2 separate regions of the Mus musculus genome follow, and region 2 is linked to region 1. The links are chromatin contacts, called in public promoter capture Hi-C maps. All regions are on one chromosome and are shown on one strand. The core of a region is the stretch at or near the end of the contact, and the rest is flanking DNA. Distances in the headings are between cores, read along the strand shown.

What was found. Promoter capture Hi-C pulls out the DNA fragments that hold promoters and counts their contacts.
Region 2: a promoter capture Hi-C map of pre-B cells shows a contact between it and region 1. The contact joins the enhancer-like site here to the promoter of Actr3 in region 1. A contact is called at or near these places in 2 of 39 promoter capture datasets (the C10 cell line and pre-B cells), 1 of 484 Hi-C or Micro-C datasets (the MNK3 cell line) and 1 of 115 datasets of contacts at active chromatin or transcription factors (thymic regulatory T cells).

What each region holds. Positions count from the first base shown.
Region 1 is chr1:125,433,924-125,437,768 of GRCm38.p6, reverse strand. Actr3 (ARP3 actin-related protein 3) reads left to right here and starts at 2,042. Exons shown (of 12, transcript NM_023735.2): 1 at 2,042-2,484. The coding sequence starts at 2,441.
Region 2 is chr1:127,308,122-127,312,272 of GRCm38.p6, reverse strand. The region is part of intron 3 of Mgat5 (mannoside acetylglucosaminyltransferase 5); the gene reads right to left. Among named protein-coding and RNA genes, the nearest start is that of Gm51747, 9.9 kb to the right of the region's middle. Within about 2 kb of position 2,827, at least 49 of the 459 cell types and tissues checked have an H3K27ac peak or open chromatin away from gene starts, as enhancers often do. A contact at or near this core is called in the MNK3 cell line and pre-B cells, where this site is marked.

The sequences.
Region 1 (3,845 bases), core at 793-3,292:
TTACCTAACCTGATAACAGAATTTTCTGCATTGAATAACACATCTTTTCTTAATGTATTATTATGGTCTCATATAAGCAAACCTAGATTAGCCTGCTCAAAATATGCTCTCCAGTACAGTATGGCACAGGGGGTATGGGGGTGACCAAACACTTTTGGATGAGGCCTGCTCTTCAGAAGGGAATTTAGGCAGATTATGCTAAACCTGTCCAAACCTCCCATGGTTTAGGCCGTCACAGGCTGTATAGGGAAACCTGTTGCCCTACTCAATAGACCTGTTGTAATATTACCTTGTAAACACTGATATTTCTACACATATCATGCTGAGGGTAGGTGACTACTGACCATCAGCCTTAGATGGTCCATCTATGCAGACCCTCACCACTCCACAAAGCTCGGGGAGCATCATGGAGGAGGGGATGGGGGTGCATAGAAGATGCTGTCTTCTGGACATGACACAGATTTTGCAGTTATAGTTTCCTGAAGATCTAGCCAAGATCAGTCAGCATTTCAACCAAACTGACTGGATTCAGGAGATTACCAAAAAATAAATGAAAATCAGAGGGGACAGGAAGGGAGGAGGAAGAAGAGGAAGAAGAGGAAGAGGAGAAAAGGAGGAGGAGGAGGAGGAGGAGGAGGAGGAGGAGGAGGAGGAGGAGGAGGAGGAGGAATACATTGGGATATCCAGGGGAGCCAGAGAGAAGGTTCTGGGTAAATTCAATCAAGATATAGCATTTACATGTATGGGATTGCTAAAGAATAAATAAAAGACAAGCCTGTTGGGAAGGAAAGCTATTAACTTTCCAGGTTCCTGCTGATGAGAAAGTAAATTCTCAGGTTCTACTGCACATTGATTTTGCCTAATCCCCTGGGAGATGACCCAGCAACATACTTTAAGCTTTCTATGTTACTCTGATGTATTCAAGTTTTAAAAGTATTACTTTTTAAGTCTGTGATGTAAAAAAATACATATCTTTTTCTCATCTTTCTTTCTTTTTCTTTTTCTTTTTTTTTCCAACTAGAAAAAGTTGGTATCACGTTAACAGCACTCCACAGAAGGAAATTCATTGTCACTTCAACCGGAATAGAGGCCACCTGCACAGAGTCTATTTTGTAGAACACAACCTCTGGGACACTGGCCTTTCTTAAAGGCCGGAGATAATCTCACTACTCTTGAAAGAAGTTTATCATCACCCCAAAACCCAAATAAAGGCCATTTGTACAGGCTATGTAGAGCATAACCTCTGGGAAACTTGATTTTTTAATTTTTGTTTTATATTTTCTTATGAGGGGGAGGATGTGCGCAAAATCAAAGAACAACTTGTGGGGGTCTTTTCATTCCTTCCAGCATGTGGATCTCCAAGGGCTCAAACTCAGGTTAGTGAGTGCAAGCATCTTTACCTGCTAAGCCATGTCACTGATCCAACACTTGCCTTTCTTGGAAGACACACAGGAATCCCCAAACCCTGAAGAAGGTGGGTTTGTTATTGTTCAACCTAACGTCTTGGATCCTTGCCTGTCTTAAAAGCAAAGGCCCACCATTTTGGGGAGCTTGCAAACTACAATGCAATAGTATAACTGACATAAATCTCAGGACACATCCCTTTTCTGACTGCTCACCTACAGCGATTATGGGGACATGCCGCTGACCACGTTTCCAATTAGCCCTTCACCCCACAGTAGAAAGCCTCCTGCCCATGGCTCAAGTTAGCAGAGAAGAAACACACTCAACACCCACCACCACCAAAAGCCAGCTTCCTAACTAAATAACTGCCTGACTTCTGGGCTGCCACCGGCCAGAAAATGCGAACTGGAATCTTCGCAAGTCGGAAGCGGAGCCGCGACCCACAGCTGCGCGCCACTGCGCATGCGTAGCCGCTTCTGGACCCCCTTCAAGCTCAGCTTGGCTTCTGGGCTTCCAGCTATTTGAAAACCCAAAGTGGACTTTCTGGCTATCCGGAAGGGAGCCGGGGCCGGGCGGCCGCACAGTACATCGCACGCACGCGCGCGCGTGCTCGCTCCTCCCACCCGGAACCGGAAGTGGGAGCGATCGCGGCCTGGGGCCTGGCCTGGCCGGGGCGTCGGCAGCGGCGGCCATCTTGGCTCCCCGCGGAAAGGCAGTGCGAGGGGGAAGAAGTTGTAGGGTGGGGGCGGGAGCGAGGAGGAGGAGGAGGAGGGCGGAGAGCGGAGGGGTAGAGGAGGAGGCCGCGGCAGGGTAGGGCGGGGACAGCCAGCCTGCCGGCCGGCCAGCCTGCTGGGCTTGCGGAAGTACTAGCCGACTGCTCACTCGCTCCTGCTCGGGCTTCCCACAGCTCCCTCCCTTCCTCCCTCCCTCCCGACCGAGGGCGGCCCGGGCCGGTGCATGGTCAGCCAGCTCCCATCTCTAGCTCCCCGGCCTCTCAGCAGCACGGAACGGACGGCAGCGGCGGGCGAGGAGGAAGATGGCGGGACGGCTGCCGGCCTGTGTGGTGGACTGTGGCACGGGGTACGGCGGGTCTTCGGGGTGGGGGAGACTGAGGCCGGGGACGGGCGGAGGAGGGAGATGAATGGGGGGAGCCGGCCAGACTGGCGAGGGGTGGTGCCGGGAGCCTCCCGGGACAGAGATCTTTTCCAGGCCCTTCCTTTCCGAGGAGGCCGTCTGGCCCACCTGGCTGTCCTTTCCCTTCTCTCCCCTTTGCTGCCTGTGAAGCAGGGCACCCACCGAGGACCTCCAGACCTAGGAGCAAGGAAAAGAGAGAGAGAGAGAGAGAGAGAGAGAGAGAGAGAGAGAGAGAGAGAGAGAGAGAGAGAGAGAAGCGCTCCTTGCAGATTTTGCAAGATCGCGGTGACAACTCTCGATCTCTTAGGGCGTGTGGGTGGGGAGAGCGACGAACCAGGCTGTGAAAATGGGAAGCTAGCATGGGGGGCTTTTGCAGCGGACCCACGCGCCGCCTGGTTTCCGCCCACACCCATTCGTAGCCATCTCCCACTACCCATTGAACCAAGTCAGTTCCAGCGAGGAGGATCTCACGGGGGTTATAGCTCTTGCCTCAAAAAAGTCCCTTGGTGAGCAAGCGCGCTGCAACTTCCTTAGTTTTGTCAAAGCCGCTTCCTGCTTTCCGTCTTTTATAGCCTTATAAGGTAGTTTTTCGTCTCGAACGTTACCACGTCTTATTAGAACTTTCAAAATTAAGCAGGTTGCATAAAGAGTACATTATGAGTGGTAGGTATCAATATGTCTGAACTAGAAAAAAAAATGTTCTTGTGTGTCCACGGAGGGAGACAGAGGGGAGAGAAGGGACGCACCCTGGAACCTAAACGTTTGTTCACGTTCGTTTTGTGACTGTGTCTTGAAAACTGAAAGGGGGTATAAAGGAATGTGTTTGATTTAAAGTAATTGTTTCTGATAGTAGTGTGGTTGACTAAAATGACTTTAAAGTAGTGGTTTTGTATTAATGAACCTTGTCAAGAGTTACAACTTGCTCTGGGTAGTGACCTAGAGAGAAGACTGTACATTTTTTTATGTTCTACGTTGAAATCCTTGGTGGAGGAAGAGGCCTGTCTGATCTCGAATCCCCCAAATACATCAGTGGTTTTGAGGATAGTTGCCAACCTTTTTCCTCTTATTCTCCCTACCACAGTTATTTAAGCGATGCCTTTTCTTTCCCTCCACACTAGTTAAAACTCTTCTGCCTTTATTTGTAATTTTGTCAGGCAGCTGGAAACAACAGAAAACTTTTTTTTTCTTGGAAAACACTAGTCTAGTCTTGGAATTTCTATGTATTTTCTTAGTTGACATTTTATTAAAGTTAGGTTTTCTTTTAATCCAGTGTCACCTCCCTGAAGTGTTTCTGTGTATGTGTTTAA
Region 2 (4,151 bases), core at 1,578-4,077, 1.9 Mb before region 1:
CTGTGTTAGTCTGAACTAGGAATGTCTCTGGAGTAAAGTACGCCAGTGTCCAGTGAGGCAGGAGGACGAGACAGGGTCACTAAGGTGTAGCTGGACTGCAGAGAGGATTTCACTGTTCTTAATTTATCAAAATGAGAGCACGGAAGTGGCCCAGGTCTGGCCTTAAGTAAGAGAGAACCACCAGGGTTGGGAATGTGGGTCAAGCAGCCCGAGAAAGATTGGGTCACCTCAGAAACAAGAACAGCATTGACTGGCGTGAATGACAGCAGCTATGAGCCCAGACAGGCCCAGCCCAAACTGTGCTGGCCTGAGGTAAGCAGGTGTGGCTGGAAGGTAGGAGCCCACACTCCTGCACCCCAAGGATGAATGCCCCACTGTTCCACACAGGCTGCTGGGGACGTTCCAGCAACACATTTGAATGACCAAGTCCCAAAAGGAGTTCAGAAGTCTCTCTTCATTCTGCTTTCTGTTCCTTATTCCTTAAAAAACCGAAGCAAGATAGAAAGACAGGAAAAACTGTCATGTGCAAATCAAGAATTCCAGAACAAATAACCTGTACTGCAAAGGTTGCTGACATGGGGATAATATTTCTGTCACATACATATTTTGTGTTAAGCTAACAATGGACTAGGCTGGGGCCTGAAGGTTTGTCCTTGGATATAGCCTCATCCGTCTCCTCCAGTGACTGGGACACTCGTATTCTCCTAAGTTTTCTTTACAAAATTGGGCAGCAAGGAGGATTCAACCACAAGCTGTAAGTCGCTGACTTTCTCGCATCAAAAGAATCCTGGGTAGTTGCTGAGTCCCTAGTGGGCGTGACCAGAGAATGGGCTATGGTGACTGGAGAAGGAACAATTTGGAAGGTTTCAGAAGTTTCAGTTGTGTGAAATGACTGTTGGTGTCACCATGTTTCTAAGTAATTGAATCTTGAGAGTGGCCATGTTCCAACAAAACTTTATTTATACCAATAAGCAGCAGTCTGAATTTAGCCCATAGGCCAAACCTTGCTCAACACTGTTCTAAGGTCTACAAACGGGATTATAACGAAGTAGGAATCACTTAAAAAAAATCAACTATTAAAATTCGTCCAACACCAAAGTTCTACTTATAGCATAGCAAGATCCTCTGACCCTTCCCATGTGGGAATGGAAGGAGAGGCTTGTCACTTTCCTATACTCTGACAATTTCATACATGTACATAATATATTTTAGTCATTTTGACACATACCCCATCTCCCCCCCCCCATTTCCCCTTTACTCCTACCAAATTCCTTCATTCTTGAAATTTTTATTTCAGACAACTAATAGGATCCTTTTAAGCTAAACACAGATACTGAACACGTAGGACCGATTGTTCATTCTTTTAGGGCAAATATCTTGGCAGCCCATCAAACATGGTCTGTGTCTGTGGCAGATAATGAAGAGTCTGCAAATAGATGACCCACACAGCCCAGCTAAGCCACCCAACATCCCAGAATTTTAGTATCTTACCTGAGACAGGATCTCCAGGAGCTCAGGCTGACCCCCCAAATTCCCGTGTAGCCAAAATGACTCTGAATTCCTGATCTTCCTGCCTCCACCCACCAGAGCTGCCTACCTGTCAATGTCACCAGTGGTGGCAAATTCAAGGAGAGGTTGGGGTCACTTGGATGTCTCTCTAGATTTCTCAGGACTAGCACTAGATCACACCTTGCTAACACCACCCTGCTACTTAGGTGCCAGTGTGTAAAATCCCAAGCCAAAGAAACAGGGAGGTTGCTAAACTCAAGACGCAAAAACCAAATAAACATACCAATTATCTACTTTAGAATATATTTATTATCATCATCTTTGTCAAAACTAGGGAGAGGTTACTGTTATCTTCTGTTAAAAGCTTATACTATGTGTACTATGTGTAACCTTTAAGGGTCAAACTGAAACAGCCCATCCCTCTCCCTTCTCCCCTCCCTCTTCTCTCGAGCAGGTGGTCCTAAACTGTATAATTAAGCCACCTAAGCAGAAGTCCACGAGGGAACCACATCAAGTCAGGGAGTGACCAAGCAAGCAGTGTTCTTTCATGGTTCCTTCACCCAGGTTCCTGCCTCCACTTTCCTCAACGATAGACTGGACTCTGAGCTGGAAGTGTAAGTCAAATAAATTCTTCCCTTCCCTAAGCTGCCTTCGGTCAGAGTGCAACTTATGACCAAAACAGCAACAGAAGAAAATTAAAATACCATGTAAGTAAAGTTGTACCGAAGTAGATTTATCTAACCTAAATCAGCAACAGAACCAGGAAACCCTGTCTCAGTAGACCGCACCATAGGATGGTCCCAAATACCTCAAACACACACATTCTAGTAAGTTCTAGAAACTCAGCTCCAAAAACCACTCGGCTAGGCTCTGTCCTGTGACGACAAGCACACGGTGGGAATTCCAACACAAGACTGAGACAGGTGTGTGTGTGTGTGTGTGTGTGTGTGTGTGTGTGTGTACACCTGCATGTGCACACCTATGTGCATGTGGAGAAAGCCAGAGAATACCCTCAACTGTCATTCTTCAAACACCATCCACCTTGTTTGTTTTTGGTTGACAAAGGGTCGCCCACTGATCTAGAGCTCAGGAAGTATGCTTAGTCAGCCAGCCAGTGCCTCCCGAGTGCTGGGATTATAACAAGCACACCAACTATGCTTGGATTTTTTTTAACATGGTTTCTGGGGGTTGAAAACAGGTCCTCAGGCCCTTTTGTAATCAATTTCCTGGTTTCCCTTTATATTACATATCCCACCACACACACACACACACACACACACACACACACACACACTCGCTCGTTTCTCTGGAATACGTTATTTAGCAACACATGATAAAGACAACTGGTAAAACCACAAGTCTATAAATACATAACGTGTTGGTCTTGCCTATGAAAAAAGTTTGATAAACTGTATTTAGAGGAAACACCTGCTAAGTTGCTGTCCTTCCTGACGAACGTAATTAATGTAGAATTAAAACCTTTAAGACAGCATCTACCACAGGGTCACATCACACTTATTCAACACTAACATTTCGTGCTATTCTGTTCTCTCTGGTGGTAACTGATCTCTGAGACCGATAGACCGTATAGGTCAAGTCAATGAGTCATTTGTCTTGTGTACCTAGTGTTGGGTACCTAGTGTTGGTGGTTGGACAGTGGCACACAAAACAGAGCTTCATGGCTTTAATACATTACATTTAAAAAGGCATTTTATTCAGACGTGTGAAAAGCCAGTGCCTAGTAACACTGACTTTTTACACGGCTGCTGGGGAATCAAACTCAGGTCCTCGGGGTTGCTTGGCAAGCCCTTTACCAACTGAGCCATCCCCCACATTACTGCTGATAAATGTTGAAGAGATACATCAAAAGCAGACAGTGTGACCTAAGGATTCATGTCCTAAGAACTGAGAAAGAACATCGGAGTCCCCGAGCTGTAGCGCCCGTCTCTTCATAGACACATACACTTTAGAGCCAAGTTTCTGCGGCACATATGAGTCCCTGTGTCTGTACTCCAGCTGCGCAAACTAAGCCTACAGTTTCATGTGTTCTAACTGAGGGCATATTTTTGACTAGGCTGCAAAGCAGAGCACTAGCTCTCCTACACCATCCCAGCATGCCATCTACAGCAAACACTAGACCCACTGAAGACTGGGTTTGATGGCTCCATTTCCCCTTTGACAACTAACAAGAGCTCACCCCCTAGAAAACCAGGTCATTCGGAACCCTCTGTGACCACAGCACATCCTGGAAGCAGAATCTCTACGACGCTATGGCCCGAATTCCACTTGCGATGTTTATTTTAAGTGTCAGTATGTGCACTCTGGCACCGTCTGGGTCATGCGAGATGGCTCAGTGAGTACAGGCACTTGCCATGCAAGCCAGACCAGAGTTCCATCCCTGTGTGGTGGAAAGAGGGAACCAGCTCCTAAAGGCTGCCCTCTGGGCTCCACTGTGTGCAGTGGTGCATGCACACAGAAACATGAATGGAAATGCACAGATGACAACAATAATAATAATAATGAATAAGACAGAAAAAAATCTATTGCAAAGTTATACACTAAATGCTAATTGTGTATATTGCTCAGAGGACACTTTTATGTGATTTTTCTCTTTTGTTTTCCTGCCTTCAATTTTTTTCTAA